Regions from separate parts of the Mus musculus genome. Here all the other regions are linked to region 1. A link is a contact called in public Hi-C and HiChIP or PLAC-seq data. All regions are on one chromosome and are shown on one strand. Each heading gives the region's core, a stretch centred on a gene start, on an enhancer-like site or on the middle of the called end of the contact. The rest is flanking DNA. Distances are from core to core; before and after follow the strand shown.

Region 1 (2,769 bases), core at 70-2,569:
CCAAGCTTCTCCCACAAGACTGGTTTTAGTTAATGATACTTAGCAGTACAGCTTTGCACTTCCATGATAATTTCCAACAGAAAAATCTCTCTGGAACTTACTATTAATAATCAACCCTAGTATTAACCTCAGATCGGAGATTTATTAAACCTATTTGGCAGAGTAAAGTTGAATAACTTGATGTTCAAGGATCCAGGCTGAGCTCTGGCCCTGGAAAGAGGCTCTGAAGCTAGCTAGCATTCCTCAAATCTTGGTTTGTACAAGAAACGACTAGTCTTTTTTCAGGGTCGTGAGCTAGCAGCAGGTCTGGCAAATGCTCGCATCGCTTTAGGGGGCTACGAGGGAGCTAGCATCACACCCTCTACACTGAAGCAGAATGGTGAGCAAAAAGCTTTGCCCATAAAGTTTCCTTCATCTCTGAAAACCAGGGTGTGATTTGCATTCACCAGCAACTGACAAGCATCTATGAAATGCCTCCTCCTTCCAGTTTACACTGGGGTTAATGGGAGCAAGATGGGGTTAAGCTGGCAGTACTTAGGTAGGAACTACTTCCCACTTTGCTTAAGGTTTTGAAATCTGCAACCCGAAGAATTAAACAAAACACCCGCTTTTGCACCTCCCTCCGGCAGAATGAATCCTCTACCCTAACAGGAAGAGACCCATTTCTGGGAAAGTAAGTTTCCCGAGGGTCTGTTCTCTGAGCCAGGGAAGGCGATCCCCGAGGCCCTGCGGGGGCGGGCTCCACGCGTCCTCGCGCGCTGGGCAGGCAGGTGTGGTCCTGAGCCTGGGCACGCGCTCGCTGGCCGCGTCCCCCGCGCCACCCGGGTCCCTTCTCGTGCCCCGACCCCGGGCCCCCCCCGCCTTCCCGGGCCCGGCCGGCTCAGCCGCCCGCCTCGCTCCCCGCCCCCCGAGTCTCGTTTCAGTCACCCTTTGTCCTTCCCCGGATTGGCAGGTTTTATTATTCCGCCTGAACAATCCGGCCGCCCAGTGGCTGAGGGTCGCTGACGTCGGCGGCAGAGCCGGGGAGTAGTTGGGATTCTGCTCTGTCAGTAACACATGTGTAAGCGCCGCCGAAGGAGCGAGCGAGCCGGCTAGAGGCCCGCGCCGCCGCCTCCTCCGAGCCGGGCAGCAGCAGCGGGGCAGCCGATCGGTCCAGCGCTCCCGGCCGGCCCGCAGCTCCCCACTCCGTGCGTCCTCGTACCGGCCGCGGGACCGAGCCTGCACCGCCGCTCCCGGGCCGCAGGTCGCGGGAGGGGGGAGCTCGGCCGAGCCGCCGGCGGCCCCGAGCGGGCGGGCGGGCGGGAGGAAGGCGGCGGCGGAGGAGGAGGAGCGCGGGCGCGGCGGGGGCGGGGGCGCGTACAAAGTGAAGCCACATTGCCAAACTTGCAGCCGCGATTGCAGCAGTGGCTGCTGCTGCGCCGCGCGGGCCCGGCCGAGGGAGCCTGCAGCTGCTCGCGCGCAGCCGGGGGCTGAGGACCGGGACCCTCGGGCTGAGACTTGACACTTCTTCGCCGGGCCGCCTGCCACTTAGCGTGGGGCTCCCTCTACCCGCCCCAGAGCCACGCGATTAAAAAAAAAAAAAAAAAAAAAAGCAGCCCTTAGCCCCCTCCTCCCCTTTCCTGCTTCTGCGAGAACTCCCTCCCTCCCTCCAGCTCCGCCAGCCCCAGCGCCCCTGCCCTGGAAGCCGAGCGGCTCCGCTCGCATTTCGCCGCCGCCGCCGCCTCTCGCAGTGTTGCAATATAGGGGAGAAGCAGGTAAGGGGGTGGCTGGGGACGCCGCGGGCCCGGAGGGGACGAGGGAGAGAGGGAGGGGGGAACTGATCGGGGCCGGGGCTGTTTTCTTTGGCTTCCTTCCCTTGACCGTCCCAAATTGCAAGTAAACAATACGTCGCCTTAGATAATGCGTGAGTCTGAAACTACCGGAGGCCGGCCTGCGAGCTAGCAAGGAGGGCAGCCCCGGGCCGCCAGCTTTGTAGCGGTTCCTTGCTTACAAAAGGGTTCTTCTTGGAGACGGGGCTGGTGGGGACCCTGGAGAGGGCTGGGGGCAGTTCCAGTTCCTAAAGGAAAGGCAGGGGCTGCTCAGATGAGAAGTGGTGTGTGCGTGGGTGGGGGCGATAGTCAAGACCCCCCCCCCAACACTGTTTGAAACAGGGAACGAAAAGCTCTAAGTGACCAGGAGCTGGCATTGCTGATTCTTTTAAAAAGAATTCCTCTTGGCTTATAAGTCTTTTGTTCCAATCCAGGAGAAATCCGGTGAATCACCTAATTAAAATCAAGACATGAATTAAGCATCCATTTTTGTACTACAAATGGCCAGCGCTACGTTTGTCCCTCCCTTGGTCTCCATTAAAAAACACCAGAGACGTTGTTAAAGGGGGGCAGATTTTGCCTCTAGCTGCCAGCTCTGCTTTCTATTTCACTGACTATCCCAGGACCTAAATTGCTTGGCTATGTAATTACTAGAGTATAAGCCTATTTAACTTAAAAGCTTTCTTTTTTTTTTTTTCCAACTCTAAATGAAACTTGATGAGGGCCCGTCCTTAGTTATCAGGGGAGTCACTTTCTGGTCAGTCCTCTTGATTCATCTCTTTTAGATTTAATCAGCATTAAGGTATTGCTTGTCCTTAAGAGCTTTAGCTAATGGGGTTACTGGATGCTTTTCTCAGTGTAATGTTTCCTTTTCAAAAAAAATATACATATATATTTACCTCTCACTAAAGATGGGGGTGGGGAGCAGCTTGGAATCTCCTCCCTCCCCCTCCCTTTTAAA
Region 2 (2,769 bases), core at 130-2,629, 570 kb after region 1:
AGTGTGAGAAGATTTTTAGTTTAGAAAGAGCATAATTCTTTAGCAACCTATGCTATTCTAAACTATTTTTTATACTAAGCTGTTTTTAACTGTACATGCAAACCCACAGTATTTTTTGGTTACTAATGAATCAATGCTGCTTGTAGCAAGAGGCAAAGTTAAGATGGAGAGGTGGATACAAAAGAACAACAAAAAAGATTATTTTGGGGGGAAGGCAGGGCTGAGGAAATGACCCAGAAGGTAAGCTGCTTACTTTGTTGCTGGGTAAGCCCGAGAACCTGAGGTTGAGATCTAGAACTTACTGGAAGTTCAGTTGGGTGTGATGGCATGCTCTTGTAACCTCAGATCTGAGAGGATGGAAACAGGCGAAGGTCACGGGACCACCAGCTTAGCTGAATCAGAGGTCCAGGCCAGTGAGAGACCCCAGGGAACTGTGTGCTGTGGGATGACATCTAGAATTGACGGTCTACCTCCATGGGCACGTGCATGCTCACACCCTTGTGTGATCATGGACACTCACAAATGCATAAACACACACACACACACACACACACACACACATCACTGTTTGCACACACACTGTAAGTTACTATTATCCTGGTTCTGCCCTGAGTGACCACAGGAGGAGAGTTACTGTAGACAGAGAGGGGTGGAGAACTGAGTTATATTATTTCAATTAGTGGGACAGAGGCCACCCGAAGAGACAAGCAGACACTGAGTCTACTCTGAAGGCAGAACATTCTGCTTAGACTCGTGAAGGGACTTCTCTTCCAACAGGATGCCACAGCCCTGGCTTCTACTTTCAAAGATTCCATCTCCTCAGAAATCTGGGGGAAACATGCATTCCCAGACACAGACAATAAACTCTAACACATTGGAGGGCATCGATTTCCTTCTACCTCCAATGCGTCTGCCCTCAGCCAGGCTTCCTGAATATGAAAGGTAGGTACCTTGTAAAAACAGTGGGGTGTAATGATTTTCCCTGCAGTAGAGTGAGCTTTGTATTGTGCTGAAGAGCATTCAAAGCAGAGTACTCTACCCATGGGCAGAGAGGACACATTTTTACATTTTCTTCTGTTTTGAACTGAGATTCTCCCTCTCCACATTTTTTACCTTCCCAAATAAGAGAATTTATAGGCGTAGGTTCCCAGAGTAATTACTGGGTTTAATATCAGAATGGTGAGCAGCTTTTTTTGAACATGTTTGGTGTTTATTTAAGGGAAACAATCTTAGGCAGTTACATTTTCCTTTTCAGTGGGGAGGGCAGGGGGTTGAATACTCGTATTTGTGGAGCTTGAAGGTCTGGCGGGACTGGGAAGGGCTGAACTTTGTTTATCCAGAGTCCCGTTTCAACGCAGAGGTGCCAAGGCAAACTTCTGCACCCGTACCATGCCAAAAATGTCCGCCCTGTCTTTGAGGAGCAGCCTTCCAGAGCAGGGAGAGGCACCGAGAGCCACAGCTGTTTGAAGCTGAGCTGTGGAGAGAGCCCAAACACTAAACCATGCCGTCCCAAGCACAGCAGTTTAAAAATAAACGTTTTATCAGATTTGTCTCCTATTTTGCCTCATATTTTTTATCTCAGCGGGATCTTGCCATCACCAGCTAAGCTGATTGACTGTGTCCTATCCCTGCATCCGCCTTTGATATTCATGTCTTTAGGAACGCTCCATCCCTTTCACTTACACTCTTGCTGGGGTCTCTTTATGCACCCATTATTCCTACAGTTGCAGTGTCTGTCCCCCGACTGAGAAGGAAGCTTTAGCTCACCAGCATCACCTGCATGTCTACTAACTGTGGGTGCAGTCAGAAATGGTCGCTGTCAGCACTTTCTTTCTATTCTTCAGACATTCCATCTCCGCAGCCCTTGGGGTGTTTCATTCTAACAGCTGGAAATTCCTGAGTTTTCAATACAATTTGCTTCTTCCTCCTCTTATTGCTTAGCATCAGGGCCAACTTTTTAAGGCAGTTTTTAATGAACCCATAACCAGTGTGTTAAATATGGTAGCTGAGTTTTTCCATAAAGCGAAGTTAATATAACGTGATTGTTTTCTTAGGCACCCCGTGGGGAGTAGAGAAGGTAGGAGGTAGGGAAGGGGAGGTTATATAATTGATGTAATAGGCGGATTGCCAAAATCCCCCACCTTTCAGAGCCGCTCCCACCCACCAGTGTGCTGATAGCCTTTGTCTTTGCTCTGCTTTCTGAAAGCAGGAACTCACCTACTGATGGGAGCCAAGGCCTTCAAGTATAAGTTCCTCAACTTATACGTTCCTTATACCTTCATGTATAAGACTTTGAGGAATGTAGCCATGCATGGAAAGGCTAACTTTTCACACTGGTCAAAAGTCTCTGTTAATAACCAACTTGAACTAACTTCAAAACTGAGCCCCATGCTTTCTGCTTTAATTCCTAGGATCCTTCTCACAACAAAACTGTTCAGAGATCACAAAAAGCTGTATGTGCAATGAAGACAGTACAGTACAGTACAATTAAAAGTATCATATTCCCCGCATTTACTTTTTTTTCCAACTTGCATTTACAGCTATATTTGTACAGTGGCTAGAATGCAGCAAAGCCTCCAAGCTGGATCATTCCACTGGGATCTCACTGCAGACTCCAAAGTGAGATGGGAAGCAGATGTCAGCAGCCAGAGCAATCAATTTGGGCTCAAGGCTTTGCCAGTATAAGGTAGGAAGATAGTATTGAAAGTTAGCAGACAAGCAAACAAAACAGACAAACAAAAACCCCCCTAAGCAAGAATTCACTTACAA
Region 3 (2,769 bases), core at 115-2,614, 550 kb after region 1:
CAGCAAGCTTGTTTATCTACTGAGCCATTTTCCCAGCCCCCGTGTTATATAGTTTTTTAAAACCGTTCAGCTAAATGAAAATCTCCTGACCAATATGTAGCGAGAAGTAGAAAGAATAAAGTGTTTGGAGTCTGGCTCAGAGTTGCTTTCAGCTTCACTTACTAACTCTCTCATTATGGACTCATCTACCCTCTCTGGGCCCTAATTTCTTCATCTGCAACATAGAGGTAAGATTTATGTCACATAATCACGCAATATAGAAATAATGCATTTGGGAAACCAGCGTAAAGTAGATACTTTATAGTTGACAACTTTTTAAATTTCTACTCTTGATAAAAAGAATTTCACTTTCTCTCCAAGGCATCCCCTTCTCTGGGGAGTAGATCATACAAGGCACTAACAAGAGGAGAATGGGCAGTGCATCGATGCTACTTCTAGCAAAAGTCAAGAATTTCATCATGCGTTTTATAAGGAAATTAGTTAATTTTAGGAAGCAGGTAATCTTGGCTCTGTTTAAACATGAGAGGGCTGAGAGAGAATATGGTTAGGTAACTGCCTTGACATCACACCGGTACAGCTGTCGAAAGGTCATGTAACAAGGACCTCTGGAACACCACTTTGTCATTCTTGCTTCACTAATTGAGTCCTTGTAGGTTTCCAAATTCATTTCTCTTGGATATCATGTCAGATGTGATATCTATGACCATACAATTACAGTTCTCACTTAAGTTGTCCTCTAGAAAGCTGCAAAGGGCTGCCAGCGCGTCTCGGTGTCCCTGTGACTATGTCCAGAGTTCTCAATGATGCAGACTTGAATGTTTTCCTGAGTATTCTATAGGTCTTCTCCGGAAAGGGAGTATTGATTTTTCTTTACTGTGGAAAACGGAAAGAACTTGCAGTGTCAACAGTCAAATAGACCTTCCCTTTCCTGTATTTCCTTCAAATCGCCTTGGGTGACAGTTGATCAAGTATTCTGTGCTATGTCAAAACTGTTTGTGAAAATGGCCCCAGGAAACTGTAAATTTCAAAACATCCAGGGTTGTTGTTCTCAGAGTATAATAGCTAATAAAGCCATAAGGGCACAAAGTGCTCATTTTTATCCGTGGCCCTCCAACTAACACAAAGAAAGCACCAAGACATGGACACAGCTGTACTCAGTCTTCATAGGGGACCCTGGTCTTTTCAGATTAATGTAATAGTCACCTTTTTAAGAGGCGGAACAAATTTTAATAATGGAATACAAATCTTAGAATCGTCAGAATAATTACAAACCAAAACACAGTGCACCATTGTTTTGCTGCAGGCAGACCTTTGAGGAACTTTTGATGGAATGAGTCATTGTCATATGTGTCTGAATAACACCCTCCATTAATTACCATCACAAACAACCCATGAGTGACTAAGTCAAAAGCTAAATGTATTACCACTTTCTCTTCCCCCTTTAAAATACAAAACTCATTCCTTTGTTAAGTTGACCCTAAGGATCATAGTCAGTATGTATTTTCAGGATGAATGATCAAGTTTATTCTCACTTAAGTAGTTCTAGAAAGATTTTCCCTTAATACTCACCCACAGAACATTTAAGATTATGTGAAAATCATGTAGAAATTATACACCCTCTTAGTCTACATCCATGAACATTTTAATGTAAGTAATGACTACTACCTCACTTTCAATAGTAGATAAAGAATAGATAGTGCTATAAACCAAATATCTATTAATAAACAGAATGAAGTCATTGGACAGCCTATATTTACTTTAACAGAAATAGAATAAAAAGGGAAGCATCTACCTTACCCTTAGCTTTTGAAGTCTGCTTATTAAACATACTGACTTCTATAGGGAATTCCAGCTCCTTATGAGCTGCTTAGTCAGAATGGCCAGATATTTTGATATAAATGACTTAACCATTCATTCACACTACCTGAGTCCTTCACTTGCATTGAAGAAAATCCCAACTTTCCCTTGAAAACTAGGACCCTGCTTTCCACTAACTAAGCTATGAAGCTCCAACTTCAATTCACTCACAGTTTTTCTAGTTTGGATAACCAATATGAAATCTATTGAAAAGATATGTACTGCCAATATGTTGAGGTAATGGTTGTAGAACCAGACTGGGCAAAGCAGACTTAGTTCTTCCAGAATATTGGAGCCTAGTAGGTCCTTGACTGTTCCATGTAGGAATAAATCTGAAAGCACAAGGACTTCAAACACAGTTGCTGTCCTTGCCACTCAGTCTGACTCCAAGCTAGCAGAAAGGAGTGCAATAGTTCCCACCAAATAAACCAGATGCAAATTGCCTCCCCCAAAGGGGAACCAATAGTGACAAATGCCAGCTACATTCTGTCTTTCTTTTCAGCTTATTTTCTGCCTCTTTCCATTTAGTCTTTGTAGTCTGCACATTCCCCCAGTGACCTTCTGCATAGCCTTCAGTCCCTTTGTCATTCTGTACTCTTTCCTCTCTACTAATATATCCTGTCCTTTCTTCCTCAGTTCTCATAACATTGTTCCAACAGAGCCTACAGACTCAGCATCTTTCCCAAGGACCTTTACCAGTGTCTTTTTTACTTTCACCCGGTGTCTGGACTAGGTTTCTTCCTTGTTTTCGCTGTGATTCTCTTCCTCATTCCTCTCATCCGAAGGACGTGGCAACTGCTGCTTTCTCTGCATTCCATTCTCAGGAATGCCCCTGTTCTTGTCTGAACATTTGCACTGTTCTCCTCTCTCTTTTGGCATGATGAGTGCTGTGCTCTTGGAAGGGTGACCTGG
Region 4 (2,769 bases), core at 69-2,568, 520 kb after region 1:
TAGGCTTCCTTGTCCTTTAAATGTTTAGTGAAATTCCTAGCACACATAATTTACTTTATTATCTAATAATTGACTTGTTAATACCATATAGCTAACAACTCTAATATTTTAGCAGCTTGTCATCTGCTTCTTGCCACAGTAAAAGAGCACAGTTAGTAAACTTCCATCAGAACAAGTACAAGGTTTGACAGAATATATGAAATAACTATTTTCAGCGTTTGGAAGGCAGGCAGGACAGAGCTGAGATAGTTGCGAAGAGGAGCTGAGACAAACACACACACACACACACACACACACACACACACACACACACACACACTCAGAGACAGAGAGAGACAAGAGACAAAGAGACAAAGATAGACAGAGAGTCATAGAGACAGAAACAGAGGGAGACAGAGAGAGACAGAGACAGATAGAGAAGGGGGAAGAAGAACATTATAGTCTTCCCTGGATTTTCGCTGAAGTCAAAGTCAAAGCCATGTGTATAAGGATTCTCACTGAGATGACCCCTGAGCCCTCAGATTTCAGAAGATGTAGTTAAAATTAATGGCTGCTGAGACAGCAGGAGTTCTGACACACATCCAGAAAAGTCAATTCAAAGAGACTAAGAGATTGTAGAAGTAGTAGACAACAACAGGGAAAAACTGTTACCATATTAACTACATATGAATATATTGTAAAGAGAAAGAAAACTCGTGATACACAAATAAATATGGTTCCAGAAATAGCTAATAGATAGTACTATAGAATTATTATGACATCAGAGGGGAAATAGAAACCATACAAAAGTATCTCAAAACCATTTAGGACAAGTATGTGTAATGTTAAACAAATATAGCAAATAGAAAGCAGTAATTTGAACAGTTTCCAAACTCCACAAAGGCAATGAAATGATTTTTGTCATAAGAGCAATAGGTGAGGACTTTGTAGTTATGACTTGGGAGCAATGTTGCCCTACAAGGAAGACCGAGGTATTACAATAGTGATGTTTGTTCTAACAATACTTTAGACATGTTCCATAGGTGTTTTAATCAGAGCTTCTATAGAGAAAGAATGGGATATAAATAAATATATAAGAGAACATTTATTATGGGGGTTGATTCCATTGATTATGGTGGTTAGGGGTACCTTAGTCTGTAATCTGTCATATTGAGAACATGGAATGCCAACAGTATGATTTAGTATACCAAGATCTGAGAATTTTGGAGGGCCCTGGAGTTCAAAAGAAGCTAAGACAGTTAATGGGTTCTGAGATCTGATGAGTAAAGATCTAGAGATATGCTACAGCTGCACAGGACAGATGTGATCAGGAGAAACATGAGACAATAGAAACAGATGACAAAGATGGCAGAGGCTGTAGGTAGGATATGGAGATAACACATTTAGTGTATAAATGACGTGCAGGAAAACAGACTAGAACGAGACACTAGGAGGGAAAAAACACACTGTGGCTTTCCTACAGATGAAAACAATGTACTAAACAGACGCTTTAGTAAATAGTCAATTGAAACAGTCCACAGACATGGTTTATGATCTGAAACGGCCATGACATCTCATGAGAAGGTAGGATGAAGGCGGAGGGCTTACTTAGCATGCAGGGGGCCCTGAGTGTGGTCCTCAGCATAATACACATGCAGAAAACAGGCATGCAATCAAGACCCCAGAAAGAAACAAGAATTCTAAAACATATGTGTGTGGGAAAACATACAGACTGTCTTACATATTAAATTCTTTAATATATAATCAACAAATGCAAAGGCAGTATGCAGTTTACATTATGATATTTTAAACTGTTTATTGTATGCCGGAAGACCAGGGTGATTTCTACTTTGTAGGCATGAGACTTTGTAGTACAGGGGCCAAATGTTCTTTTCTTTGTTAGAGACACTATGACCATGGCAACTCCTATAAGGGAACCTATTTAATTGGGGCTGAATTATAGTTCAGAGGTTTAGTCCATTATGGTCATGGTGGGAAACATGGAGGCATGCAGGCAGACATGGTACTGGAGAAAGAGCTGAGTATTCCACATCCGGATTAGCAGGCAGCAAGAAGAAAGGGAGCCACTAGGCTTGGCTTGAGCTTCTGTCTCCTCAAAGCCTAACTGCTAGTGGCATACTTCCCCCATCAAGGCCACACCTCCTAATAGCACATGCCCTGTGGGCTGATGGGCGCCATTTTCATTCAAGCCACCAGTTTTCTACCCTAGAAACTTCTTTAGCCTCTATTCCAAAACCTGAGCAGACAGATGCAGTCATTCTGAGTGAGGGAGCAACAGTAATAGGTAGAAATGAATTTACAGCTTGCTTATGATGATATATGTCTATAATTTCAACACTTGGGCAGATGAGGCTGGAGGATGCAATACTGAAGGCTAGCCCTAGCTGCACAGAGAGTGCCAAGCAACCCAGGCTTATTATTTAACAAGAGAACAAGCAATCCAGTGAGAGTCTGTCTCAAAACAAAATAAAACAAAAACAATGAGCAAGCAAGTGAAAATCAAGTACCACCAAAGGCAACAAATCCACATTTATAAACTATTAGCACAACCACTCAAAACTTAACGAAGAAGCATGTTGCTAATAAGTAAACAGCAAGGTAAAACGGATGCTAAATATAGTCCATTAATTCATAAGGAGTCAGGAAAAGAGTAATGAAGGAACAAAGATGGCAAGAATAGAAAAATAGCAAGTTGAAAAGTTAAAACTGACAATAGCGGTAATTGTGTGAAATGTAAATGGTCTGAAAATTCCAATTAGAAGAGATGAG

The links. Hi-C and Micro-C count contacts between places; a contact is called where the count stands out from the background. HiChIP or PLAC-seq counts read pairs in DNA pulled down with a chosen protein or histone mark.
Region 2: an H3K27ac HiChIP or PLAC-seq map of heart atrium shows a contact between it and region 1, with 10 times the contacts expected there. The contact joins the enhancer-like site here to the promoter of Lmo4 in region 1. A contact is called at or near these places in 10 of 39 promoter capture datasets (the 3T3-L1 cell line, 3T3-L1-derived adipocytes, the C10 cell line and 7 more), 2 of 15 datasets of contacts at CTCF or cohesin (large pre-B cells and pro-B cells), 8 of 484 Hi-C or Micro-C datasets (B cells, bone marrow-derived macrophages, centroblasts and 5 more), 14 of 115 datasets of contacts at active chromatin or transcription factors (bone marrow-derived macrophages, cardiomyocytes, craniofacial prominence and 11 more) and 4 of 9 other capture datasets (adipose tissue, liver, macrophages and 1 more).
Region 3: an H3K4me3 HiChIP or PLAC-seq map of bone marrow-derived macrophages shows a contact between it and region 1, with 6 times the contacts expected there. The contact joins the enhancer-like site here to the promoter of Lmo4 in region 1. A contact is called at or near these places in 9 of 39 promoter capture datasets (the 3T3-L1 cell line, the C10 cell line, hippocampal neurons and 3 more), 2 of 15 datasets of contacts at CTCF or cohesin (large pre-B cells and pro-B cells), 9 of 484 Hi-C or Micro-C datasets (B cells, bone marrow-derived macrophages, centroblasts and 4 more), 16 of 115 datasets of contacts at active chromatin or transcription factors (the NIH/3T3 cell line, bone marrow-derived macrophages, cardiomyocytes and 12 more) and 2 of 9 other capture datasets (liver and macrophages).
Region 4: a contact with region 1 is called in a Hi-C map of DN3 thymocytes, with 2.7 times the contacts expected there. The contact joins the enhancer-like site here to the promoter of Lmo4 in region 1. A contact is called at or near these places in 10 of 39 promoter capture datasets (the 3T3-L1 cell line, the C10 cell line, cranial neural crest and 5 more), 1 of 15 datasets of contacts at CTCF or cohesin (large pre-B cells), 5 of 484 Hi-C or Micro-C datasets (B cells, DN3 thymocytes, the HPC-5 cell line and 2 more), 11 of 115 datasets of contacts at active chromatin or transcription factors (bone marrow-derived dendritic cells, bone marrow-derived macrophages, craniofacial prominence and 8 more) and 2 of 9 other capture datasets (liver and macrophages).

Annotation. Positions count from the first base shown.
Region 1 is chr3:144,203,805-144,206,573 of GRCm38.p6, reverse strand. It overlaps Lmo4 (LIM domain only 4), which reads left to right and starts at 1,319. Exons shown (of 5, transcript NM_010723.3): 1 at 1,319-1,754.
Region 2 is chr3:143,630,016-143,632,784 of GRCm38.p6, reverse strand. It overlaps Gm33758 (a long non-coding RNA gene), which reads right to left. Exons shown (of 5, transcript XR_376151.4): 5 at 1,189-1,474. Among named protein-coding and RNA genes, the nearest start is that of Gm33809, 14 kb to the left of the region's middle. Within about 2 kb of position 1,379, at least 19 of the 459 cell types and tissues checked have an H3K27ac peak or open chromatin away from gene starts, as enhancers often do. A contact at or near this core is called in heart atrium, where this site is marked.
Region 3 is chr3:143,650,191-143,652,959 of GRCm38.p6, reverse strand. All of the region lies in intron 2 of Gm33809 (a long non-coding RNA gene), which reads right to left. Among named protein-coding and RNA genes, the nearest start is that of Gm33809, 5.7 kb to the right of the region's middle. Within about 2 kb of position 1,364, at least 13 of the 459 cell types and tissues checked have an H3K27ac peak or open chromatin away from gene starts, as enhancers often do. A contact at or near this core is called in bone marrow-derived macrophages and macrophages, where this site is marked.
Region 4 is chr3:143,682,185-143,684,953 of GRCm38.p6, reverse strand. All of the region lies in intron 1 of Gm6260 (predicted gene 6260), which reads left to right. Among named protein-coding and RNA genes, the nearest start is that of Gm24728, 8.6 kb to the right of the region's middle. Within about 2 kb of position 1,318, at least 7 of the 459 cell types and tissues checked have an H3K27ac peak or open chromatin away from gene starts, as enhancers often do. A contact at or near this core is called in DN3 thymocytes, where this site is marked.